Regions from separate parts of the Gossypium hirsutum genome. Here region 1 is linked to region 2. Evidence: chromatin contacts called from public Hi-C data. All regions are on one chromosome and are shown on one strand. Each heading gives the region's core, a stretch centred on a gene start, on an enhancer-like site or on the middle of the called end of the contact. The rest is flanking DNA. Distances are from core to core; before and after follow the strand shown. Region 1 holds the start of LOC107960070 (lipid phosphate phosphatase 2). Region 2 holds the start of LOC107960072 (putative zinc finger protein At1g68190).

Region 1 (6,056 bases), core at 1,971-4,470, 250 kb before region 2:
TATATTATATTCAAATTATTTATTGTATTATCTTTACTATATTTAAACATTAATTAGGTTAGTATTACTATTAACTGTATTTTTAATTCGGATGTAAAATAACTTTTTATAAAATAAATTATTTTATTATGATGATGTTATTATTTTATATTTTTATATTAAATCATTAAAAACCTACATGTACTAAAGTTTGAATTTGAGCTCATAATCCTTCATTTATTTTTTTATAAACTTTTAATAAATATATTCAGTATAAATATATTTTATAATATATTATATTTATAAATGATTAAAACTATCCATTTTAATTGAAAAATTTATTTTTCAAATATAACTAAAATCATAAGTAGAAATTATGCACCAATAGTTATTATTTTGATTGACAACTTTATGATTTAGTCTTTAAACCTTTATTTCGAAATTAAAAGAGATTTGCTTGTTGTTTTGAATCGTTTCTTTCAAATACTATCTTAAAATAAATGTTATGATCTGTATGTATAGTAAAGTTGGGAATTTATGAATGTTTCGTATGATGCATGTTAAATGAAGTATTTACCTCTAATGTAATTTTGATTAGAGTAGTGCTGCGGAAGCATGATTTAGAGTTTACATGTTTACCCTGAATTATATGATTGATGTTTATGCATGTATGTTGCATGACTATTGTGTAGTGCGAACTGTAATTTTATGGTGTGTTTAAATGACCGGTAAGAAAAATTACGTAAGTGGCCAATGTAACGTTTTGGATTTGAATCGGATCATTCCAACTAAACTTGGGCACCACATTGTACAAATCTTTCATTTTAGTATTTTATAAAATCTATTTGTATTTTTGTTATATTTATAAATAGTTAAATTTTAATATCATGAGTATAACTAAAACCATAAGTACAAATTATGCACAAACAGTTATCATTAAAGTATTTGAAAATGACCCAAAACCTAGTTTTTATAAGATAGAGCTTAAATATCCAAATTCAAAATTTAGCATACGCAATTATATACATGGGTATTCAAATTAGCCTAATTCATTTGTTGTTGTAATTATTTAATTCTACTATCGTATTATAATAATTTGAGTATATTTATGTTGTAGTTAATATATTAAAAAAATCTCACTAGTTCCGATATTAATCAAATTATCAATACAACAATAATTGTTAATTTTAATATTATTCAAGTTTGTATCAATTATCATTTCATCTGTCAATTAAAAAACAATAAATACATAGACATAGTTTATTTTTATTTTTCACTTTTTATGTAATAATATTTTCGGGGCATTTGATACAAAAAGGCTCTTTAAAAAATATAATTACAGAAATAGGCCGTTTATTGGATTATTTACCGGATTAGGGCGTTTTCCATGAAAACGCATCCATGTCAACGCGCTTTAGTGTCCACGTCAACAAAACGCTTCCCTAGAGGAGCGTTTTGTCCATGCAGCAAAAAACGCGTCCTTGGTGCGCTTTTTGCTGACATGAACAGCTCCCCCCAAGAAAGCGTTTTAGCCCGAGTATAAATTTTCAAAAAGGTCATTTTTTAAACATTATAAAAATAGACCAATTTTTTTGAAAATTTACAAGCATAAACCTCAAAAAAGACTCAAAGTGATAACACCACTTTTTTTTTAAGTGTTACCAATTAATATGAAAACAAAACTTAAAAAACAAATCTTTATATAGACTCAAAGTCTCATTTCTCTTATTTTCTTAAGCAACGTGGGATATGAGATATATGTATATATAAACTTATGAATAGGTTTGCAGCTTGTTCCTAAACAATGTGGGATTCCTTCCTCTTTTAACTAACAACATGAGATTAAAAGTTACACTATATTTTATATTTTTTTACTTAGAGTTTAAATTTTTTTACAAAAAGTTAACATTTATTACATTATAAATAAAAAATTTAAACTCTATAAGTAAAAAAATTATCAAATATAAAATGATTATGGTAAAATATTAAAAATAAATATTTAAGAAATTACTAATAGTTGAGTGATCATTTTGTAAGTTTTTATAATTCGATAGCTAAAAAATCATAGTTAAGTGACTACTAATGTATTTAATCTAGATATAAAAATATGAAAAATAATTATTATATTTTATGTATATTATATATTTTTATAAAAAAACTTATTTAACATAATTATATACTATGTTTAAATAAATTATCTATCTAGTCAAAATACATCTAAAATAAATTTATTAGATTCATTAGGTGATGAAAATTAAATTAAAATTAGAATTAAAAAATTTAATTAGTATAGTAAAATATTAAAAATAAGTAAATATTTAAAAATATATATATCAATTTTTTAAATTACAAAAAAATACTATTTGAGTGCCAAATACTCACCATTTATTTATTAGTCAAACATTCATAATATAAAATAAAAAATAAAGTTAAAAAAATTAAAAGTATAACTTTTAAATTTAAATAATGGAAAATTATTTTAAAAATTAGAATTGCATTGGTATTAACTTCAAACATTTAAAGTTGAATAGAATATTATTGCATGTACAAGTTTCATATGTGCAATTCGTTCTCTTTTTTTAATAGTTATTTTGTATATGTTAACAATTCTAAAATGCAACAAGATTAAATAGCTCAAAAGATAATTTTATTATATGAGAAAATGTTAACAAAATATAAAAAAATAGAAATTGTTTTATAAAAAAATTATAAAATATAGTGTAGCATTTAGTCTTATGTTGTTAGTTAAAAGATGAAAGAATCCCACATTGTTTAGGAACAAGCTGCAAACTTATTCATGAGTCTATATATACACATATTTAATATCCCACATTGCTACAAGGGAAATGAGACTTTGAATCTATATAAAGATTTGTTTTGTAAGTTTCATTTCCATATTAATTGATAAAACCTTAAAAAAAAAGAGTGTTGTCAGTTTAAGCCTTTTATAAGGTTTATTCTTATAAATTTTTAAAAAATTGGTCTATTTTTATAATATTTAAAAAATAATTTTTTTAAAAAATTTAAACTTAGGCCAAAACGTGTATTTGGAAAGTCTTTTTGCTATATCAACAAAACACGTTCACGAGAACAAAATTTTTGCTGACATGACAAAAAACTCCTCCAAAGAAGTACTTTGTTGACATATTCTTTGAAATCGTGTCGACGTGGATGCATTTTTATAGAAAATACCTAATCCAATAAATAACTCAATAAATGACCTATTTTCGGCTTTGATTTGATTTTTCGTGTTGTAATTTTGTCACTGTCTGTCGGTTCACCAACTTCAATATTTATAAAACAAATTAAAAAAGTGCCGCTCCATCCCCATCGGTTCCTCCTCGAATTTGACGCGATTTTCTTTTCAGAAAAGGAAAATCCTTTTTTCGCATGCCATAAATATTCAACGCGATTCAAATTTTAATGCTTCGAGAAAACAGAGGAAAAAAGAGAATATAACGCGCTTTTTAGTTCGCTGTTGACTGAAAAACTCCGTTCATTACTTCGATCCGATCATTATTCTCAGACGAAGTTCAAATTTTCTGACGGTTAGTTCATACTCTCCCACACTTTCTGATCGATCAACTTACTTTTACTTCAGTTTTCCTCTTCTTTTTAGTAAGTTTTTTTTTCTGCTAAATCGAGGTAAATAAAGGGAAAGACGAAGGTAAAAAAAAAAACGAGTTTTGCTTGTTTTACTTCTCTGGATTGAAGACAGTTCAGTGCGAGAAGGTGTTAGTTTTTTTTTTCTTGTTTTGGATTTTCTTTCCAAATCTTTTGGTTCGGAAAAATAAGAAAAAAGAGCATATACGATAGAACTGCTTGAACAAGATTCCGCTTGATGTTCTTTTTTTTTCCCTTGGTATTTGTTGATGTTCGTTCTGGAATTGAATCCGCAACTTTTATTAAAATTTTACGAACCTTTCGAAACAGGCTTCATTTGGCTAACTGATTTCAATTTTTATTGATAAGGAAGGGGTTTAGATGAAGTCAGAAGCTTTGATTTTATATTTTCAATAGCTGATGAAGATATGCCTGTTGTTGTATAGTCTACTTTGCAGGATAATGATGTTTTCTCCAATTAGCACAGCTTTGGATTTGTGAAGGTTTTTTTTATGAGGAACACCGATTTGTAGAAATGTCTGAAGCGGAGTGCCCTTTGTTAAACCAAAGTAACCAACATTGAACTCTGCTGAAACACCCTTTGTTGAACTCGTTGCGGAGGCTACTTTTACGTTTAGATAAATGTTGCGTTTGCAACTTTAGCATTTAGATAAGCATTGCCTGTGCATCTTTCTATGTTACTTGGATTCTGGTGTCGTTGGTTATGGGTATTTGTTCAACTTGGCTATCTTCAAAAAATTTTGAAGTTTATCCTCATACCTATGTACAGATATGCGTTGGATATGATTGTCGGACACAGCACTTTAAAAAAAAAGAAGAGTTGGAGCAATATGAATATTTTGTCAGTCTGCATGATTTAGTTCTATTAGTACCGAGACAAGAATGAATTTCGTGGAGTTGCACTTGATTTCTCATCTGCACTGCAATTCTCATGTGGTTTGAGGTCCTTGACCCATCTGTGCGAAAGCAAAGCTGTAGTGATTTGTTAGCTGTCTAGGTTGGGCCCCTGATGATTAGTTTTGTCCCCATAGTGAATTATGTTTTCTGTGAAACTGTCTGTCCTTCACTTATTCATCATCTTATGGAGATACTATACATCCACTGGAAAAATTTGCTTTGTCCACCCTAGAAAATTTCTTGTTACAGTTAGTGAGTGCACCAGGAGCATTGGAAGAAGGAAAACAAAGGGTTTATTTTTTTCTCTTCTTTTTCCTTCGATTCTAATTTTTCCTGATATACTATAAATTATGAATTTTGCTTCTTTACCAGGTTACAATGCATCTATTACATATTATAAGATTCTATGGTTTATTTTATGAAACAATCCCTCCTTTAGTTCTTCATGATCTTCTACGGATATCATATCCCTCCTTTAGTTCGTCATGATCTTCTACGGATATCATACTTCCACTCAACAAGATTGCTTTGTGCACCCTAGAAAATTCATGTTACAACTAGTGAGTGGAGGCATAGGGAAAACAAAGGCCTTTACCCCCTTTGTTCTCCTTTGATTTAAATAAGTTTGTTTTGCTTTAATTTGATTTATATACCCTCTTTGTACTTTAAATTATGAATTTTGCTTCTTTACCATGTCCCAACTCATCTATTACTATTATAAGATTCTATGACATACTTTTACATTATTTGACCTTTACTTCCTGCAAAATTAGCATTTTATTTCGTTGTTGTAGCTAGTTTTTAGTGTGCGGTTATCCTATTATTGTGACTCATGCTCATGATCCCTTTTTTCTTGTTTGCTGTCTTGGTAATTGTAGTCTTAACTGTATTTCAGTATCATCCTCTCTCTTTTTCATCGCACATCAGTTTATTTTTGTTTTCATTTATTAACCTTTTCTATATGTTCTAAAATCAGTGAGGATGCCAGAGATTCAGTTGGGTGCTCATACTGTAAGGTCTCATGGGGTTAAAGTTGCAAGGACTCACATGCATGACTGGATCATTCTTTTGCTTCTCATTGTGATAGAGGTCATTTTAAATGTTATAGAACCATTTCACCGCTTTGTCGGAGAGGATATGATGACTGATCTGAAATACCCAATGAAAGACAATACCGTTCCCTTTTGGGCCGTTCCTGTATGTTCTAGCTTTGAGATATACTGTCATACTAGAATTACTTTCTGGCAGGAGAATTTGTTCTGATTCAATCAATGATGATGACACTAAGTATAATGTTTGTGTTCTTCCTGGTAACAGATGCTTGCGATAATGCTTCCACTTTTTGTCATTCTTGTATACTATTTCATCAGAAAGGATGTTTATGATCTACACCACGCCATACTGGGTAACACTACATTTCCCCTTGGGATTCTGAAAGTTCATCATCTTTTGCCTGAATGTGATAGCATTTAGAAACTGTTGCTACTTGATTGTATATTCAGGCCTTCTGTTTTCTGTGCTTATCACTGGTGTTATAACTGATGCTATTAAAGATG
Region 2 (5,599 bases), core at 1,801-4,300:
GGTTGTAGCCACTGCCACCCACCGTAATCAAATTTATTATTAACTTTCATCCCCTAATAATTTATTTATTAATCTTTATATATGAATTAGTTTTGTTGATTGCTTCAATTTTCTTTTGATTATTTTTACTATGTATTTTGAAATTAAAATATATATTAAATGTAAAAAAAATTAATAAAAACTATTTTAAAGATAAAATGTAAAATTGATACCAACAAAAAATTTTAACACGAATATTTTATGGCGTTATCAATAATTCAATTTTAACAAAAATTGATAAAGATTCAGCATGATTACAGATATAACAATTCAATAATATAAATAGTAGACATAAATAAAATTATTACTAATTATTGTTAATAGAAAATTCAATGTGATTAAACAATTCAATTTTAAGAAATTTTTGTAAATTCATGAAGGGGATGAGGAGCGAACAAATACGTAACGAATATTTTTTAGTTTCCAAACAATAACCTTTTAGGAATTTGATTTTGGGTTTACTGTTTTTAGTTTTCAAACCAGCTTCCTCAATCCTTAAAGTCATGTGAAGCTTAACTTGGCAGTTGTAGGAGTTGGGCGAAGTAGTAACGAAGCTCAGGTGGACGATAGTAATGAAAATGGATGAGGGATGATTGGACGAGAGAGGGATTTCATTGGGTGGGATAGATAGGGGGAGCTGATGAAGGAGAAGATTGGGGGAACATTTAGGGTTTTTTTGGGGAGGATTTTGATTTGGGGGTAAAGGGAGGCTGGGGTAGTTAAAGGTTTTGGGAAAAGTAAAAGGGTTGGGGGTAAAAATGTAAAATAAATAGACTAATTAATAATATAAATTTAAAGTTTAAAATATTATAGTTTGATATTCGATTTATTTGAATTATTTACGTTATTCAAATTCGAAAACTCAACTCGACTCGAATTGAAAAAAAAATCAAGTTGATTCGATTAACTCAATTCGAATAATTCAAAATTCAAACTCTTTTCTATTTTTTTGAGTCAAATCAAATTTTACTTACCCTTAAGTAATATATTGACCCAAAATGGAAACAAGCACTTTTAGCTGCACATATTGAAAACTAACAAATTAATTATTGTATATATGGAAACTAAGGACTATATTTGAAAAAAAACTTCAAAAAATTTTATTGCTTAGAAATTTAAAATCGTATTTATTTAAAAATATTAATTTATTTCATATTGTTTTAGAAAATAATAAAATTTATTATCATTCATGAACATTTCTAGCAAAACTTTATTTAATTCAATTTTCATACATTACTTTTAAATTTTACATTTATCATCCTTAACCTCTCATTAGTATTTCACTTTTATCCATGAGCTTTACTAATATCTAATTTTCATCAATTACCTTTTGTGTTTGAAAACAAAAATTAACCCATTTACTTTATTTGAATATAATTATTTTTATGAGAAAATAAAAAAAATGATATTAATAATATGAAAGAGTTGAGAAGTTGAATATAAAAAACTAATTTTAAAGGCATTAAGCTACATAAACAAGATATCAAAAAAATAAGAGATTCGGGAGAAAATTTAAAAAAAAAGAATAAATGAGCTTTTTAAAAGTAATTTGAAGAAAATTTAATTAATTTAAAAAATATAGATATACATGAATCTCATAAATATTTAAATTTTATTTCAGGTGGCTAAACTGATATTTTTGTTAATTTTTATTTTTTTGATAGAAAATGGATGAATATAAAAATCGTTTAGAAGAATATGGATGAAAATAAAACAGTAATAAATATTGTGATGATAAATATAAGTTTTATGCAAGTGGTGGACGAAAAAGAAACATTAGTAAAAGCTTGCGGATCAAAAGTAAATTTTTGTACTTGGCCATGTTGAATAAAGGATTAATTTTCAGAGTTTTGACACTTCTTTTATTGGATGAACATAATTAATGGTTGTGTAGGTTGCAGCCGTCATTCATAGCAACCGTTCGACAACGTGGCGAGGGGCTATTGGTGTGGCGGGTAAACTTCTGGATCACTTGATATGAGAGAACTGAAACGCCAAACGAAACAGTTTCACAGGCACAATGGATAACGTTGGCGGGTCCCACAAAGGGCAACGTGTTAGTTCCACGTCAGCATAAAGTTCACGCTTTCGCTGCACAAGTCAGCCAAACAAGGCACAAGGGATAGATAATTGAATGAAAAGAGCGAGCAAAGGGAAAATAGAGAAAGAAATGTGAAGATAAATGAGAACTCAATAAAAAAGCTCACAGTTTTCTTTTTCTATTTTATTCAGAACGTTCTTGGATTTCTTTTTAAAACTTTCATGCTTTGTTTGTTTTTCTCGGGAAACAAACACAAAGGTATATATCGTTCATATTGGATTTGTTGAATTTTGGATCTTTGTTTCTTAGATCTCTTTTGTGTAATCGATCAGCTGAATAGATGTATAGTGTTATATCTGAGGTTTATTTATATTTTGATTGTTTCTTTTTCAATTTTTGTTAGAAGTTACTTGGCTGTGGAGATTTCTTAACACGGACAAAAAAAAAATGGAGTTGCATGAAAGAATAATTCTGCTGAATTTGTCATATTACTGATTTTTATTTATTTATTTATTTTTTCCTTTTGCAGTTAGAACTGATAGAAATTAAGGGTTCTTTCGTTCCTTTTCGTTAAGAAAATCGAATTTTCTGTATACTGTGTAAGCTTGTAAGGTGCCTTTGATCTCTAAATCAGATTCCATATTCACACCGTCGAACATGAATAAATTTGATTTTATTTCAAGATTTTTATTTACTTAAGAGTCTTTGGAGGATCATATTCGCACACCTATGTTTGGATACAAATTCAAGTACTTCAAACACGCACACAAAATTGAACTCCAACCAACATATATATTCTAGATTTCTCAGTATTTATTATAAACTTTTGTAGATCCTGAAAGTGAAGTTGGAGATTTCTTCGTTAAAAGAATATGCTATTTTTCTTCATTATCAAGCTCATGAATTTGAATTGACGATTTGAATATATATACATACCAGAATACATTTTTTGAATTTTGGAGCTTTGAAATGGAGAAAAGCTGTGAGTTCTGCACAACTTCAAGACCAGTTGTTTATTGCAAGTCTGATGCAGCGCACCTGTGCCTTTCTTGCGACGCGAAGGTCCATTCGGCCAATGCACTTTCAAACCGGCATCTTCGTACCCTCCTCTGTGACTTGTGCCGGCACCGTCCATCACATGTTTGTTGTTTCAATCACAGAATGTTCTTGTGTCGTGTTTGTGACCAAAGTGTCCATGATGTTTCTTCTCACCACCTCCACCAGAGACGAGCAGTTAGTAGCTATTTGGGGTGCCCTTCGGCTAAGGATTTTGCAGCATTGTGGGGTTTTGAATTGAATGAATTGGATAACAATGCTACTCAAGACCAGGCTTTGTCCAATTCATGTATTTCTATGAATCCCATAGCAGTTGAACCTGGGAACTTAAGGCAGTCTTCTTTGGGAGCCGGAGTCTCTTTGAGTAAATCCGGCATGACTTCTCTCGCTGCTGCAGGACACAACTCTGGATCAAACTGTCAACGAACCAAGGTTAATTCATGGTAGCATTTACTAGCAAGTAGAGCTTGGTGATTTGTTTACATTTCTCTTGAATTCTTATATTTATAATCAGCTATGGCTATGCATGCACCGTTGACATTTTTATTGACAATTTGTGACCATGATCCCAGTAATATGCAGCAAACTTAAGTAACCTACGGTAAGCCGTTCTAAACTTTGTTGCTTTGACTCCTCATTTTTCTTGATGTATTCATGTCCAAAAGATGTTCGAATGAGTATTTGGAGATGACCCTCTCTATGTATCTCCAAATACATGGAAAAACGTAAGAAAAAAAGAAAATCTGAACATATCCTTGTATTGTACCTGAAATTAGATTGCCTGAAGTTCACCAGTTGTCCTGCCTAAAATGAAAAATTATGCTAAATGCATTATATTGTACCTAAAACCATGCTTAAATAATACAACCCTGTCATCTAAAAAAAGAATCACTAGAAAGATGTGTTTTAAAATAATGACTCAAGTTTCTTAAGGGTTCTCACCTGCCTACTTAGGCCCTAGTTAACATCGATATGTCAGTCAATCAGAAAATCAGGTTATTTGATCAGTGAACTGAAAGCGTAAGTTACTCGGACCTAGGTGTGACTGTCAGATTCAGGTATTCGTCTGAAAGGGGTAGGTTCAATTTTCTATAAGTTTTTTCATGTATTTGGAGGGTCCTTGGAGGAAATGTCTCTATACCCATATCCTAATATGTGTTAGATACTAGTATTGGACACATGTTTTTTAATTAAAATGAAGACAGAGCAAATTACCTGAATGGAGCTGCCTGTCATTTGATAGCACCAGGAGTGACTCCTTTTCCTAACCTACTGAAACTAATTAGTGATATTATACTCTGCTGCTGCTTAGTTATTGGTGCAAGGATGATAGCTCTTCATTTTAAGAGATAAATACACACACATTAGTATCTGAAGTCCTATGAATACTTGATACACCATATAACAGAACTATTCAGCCCAAGAGCAATGCACTGCATTGCATTTCTTTTAACTACTACTCTTCATTTTCAAATCTCCTTTTCTTTTCTTCCACATGGTGGTCTTTCCATCTGTAAAATGTTTAATCTACCGGGCTTTTTTTGTAGAATTTTGGATGTGCAATAGATTCTTCATTTCTACCTAAGACATGTTCCAGGATACTATCTTCTTCCAACTCTTCATTTTTCTTGATGTACCCGCATCCAATGAATTTTGGATATGAGCTTCCAAGGAATCTCCAATATATGGAAAAACTTAGAAAAAACTAAACACATTCCTATCAAACACGTAACCATCTTTGACATACACCTATGTCCGAGTAACATAGCCTGGGTAAACGAATGTAATGGATATTAAAACCAATAGTAATCTGTAGTTTTGAAATGTAATCGGATGACTTAAAACCACGATGAATTAGGTCATTTCAAACTTGGAACTCCTTTTGACACTAAGAGTTTGCTCTTCAGGGCATATATAATATAGATTAATAACACACTTCATAGTTCCTGAGGGCTAAGGAGAGATTATTAACCTCTTTATTGTGCTCTTGTTATTGTTATTGCAGGTTATTAGCAGAGTTCAGCAATTGAAAAATACTTCACTGATTCTACAACAGATTATTGACCTGAAAAAATTTCAGCTCACTGAGGGAGATTGCCATTTGCCTCTCAATTGTAGCCTAGAACAAGCAGACACATCTTCTTCAATATGCAACTCTTCAAAAAACGATGATAGTAATCTAGTCCAAGATACTGATACAAATATCCACCAAAGTGACAATCCGCTCGAGGAGCTAAATACGGATATGGAGAACCTATTGTCGTCTTCAACTTCCGGGATGCCTTTTTACGGAGAATCTATTTGGCAATGTAAAAGTCCAATCCGCAATAGTCAGGTTTGTTCCACTGATCACACAAGTCATTGAAATAGATGGTTAATTATTAACCGTAGATCACTACTCATGTTTAATTCATAATTGATTGAACGTAGGGTTCTCTGAGGATAGAAAACTTCTTTTATGGC

Evidence for each region. Hi-C and Micro-C count contacts between places; a contact is called where the count stands out from the background.
Region 1: a contact with region 2 is called in a Hi-C map of petal, with 7 times the contacts expected there. The contact joins the promoter of LOC107960070 here to the promoter of LOC107960072 in region 2. A contact is called at or near these places in 3 of 34 Hi-C or Micro-C datasets (leaf and petal).

Annotation. Positions count from the first base shown.
Region 1 is chrA05:55,899,980-55,906,035 of Gossypium_hirsutum_v2.1, reverse strand. LOC107960070 (lipid phosphate phosphatase 2) reads left to right here and starts at 3,220. Exons shown (of 9, transcript XM_016896277.2): 1 at 3,220-3,527; 2 at 4,029-4,151; 3 at 5,477-5,697; 4 at 5,818-5,905; 5 at 6,003-6,056. The coding sequence starts at 4,118.
Region 2 is chrA05:55,649,725-55,655,323 of Gossypium_hirsutum_v2.1, reverse strand. It overlaps LOC107960072 (putative zinc finger protein At1g68190), which reads left to right and starts at 3,050. Exons shown (of 4, transcript XM_041112619.1): 1 at 3,050-3,568; 2 at 5,142-5,471. The coding sequence starts at 3,050.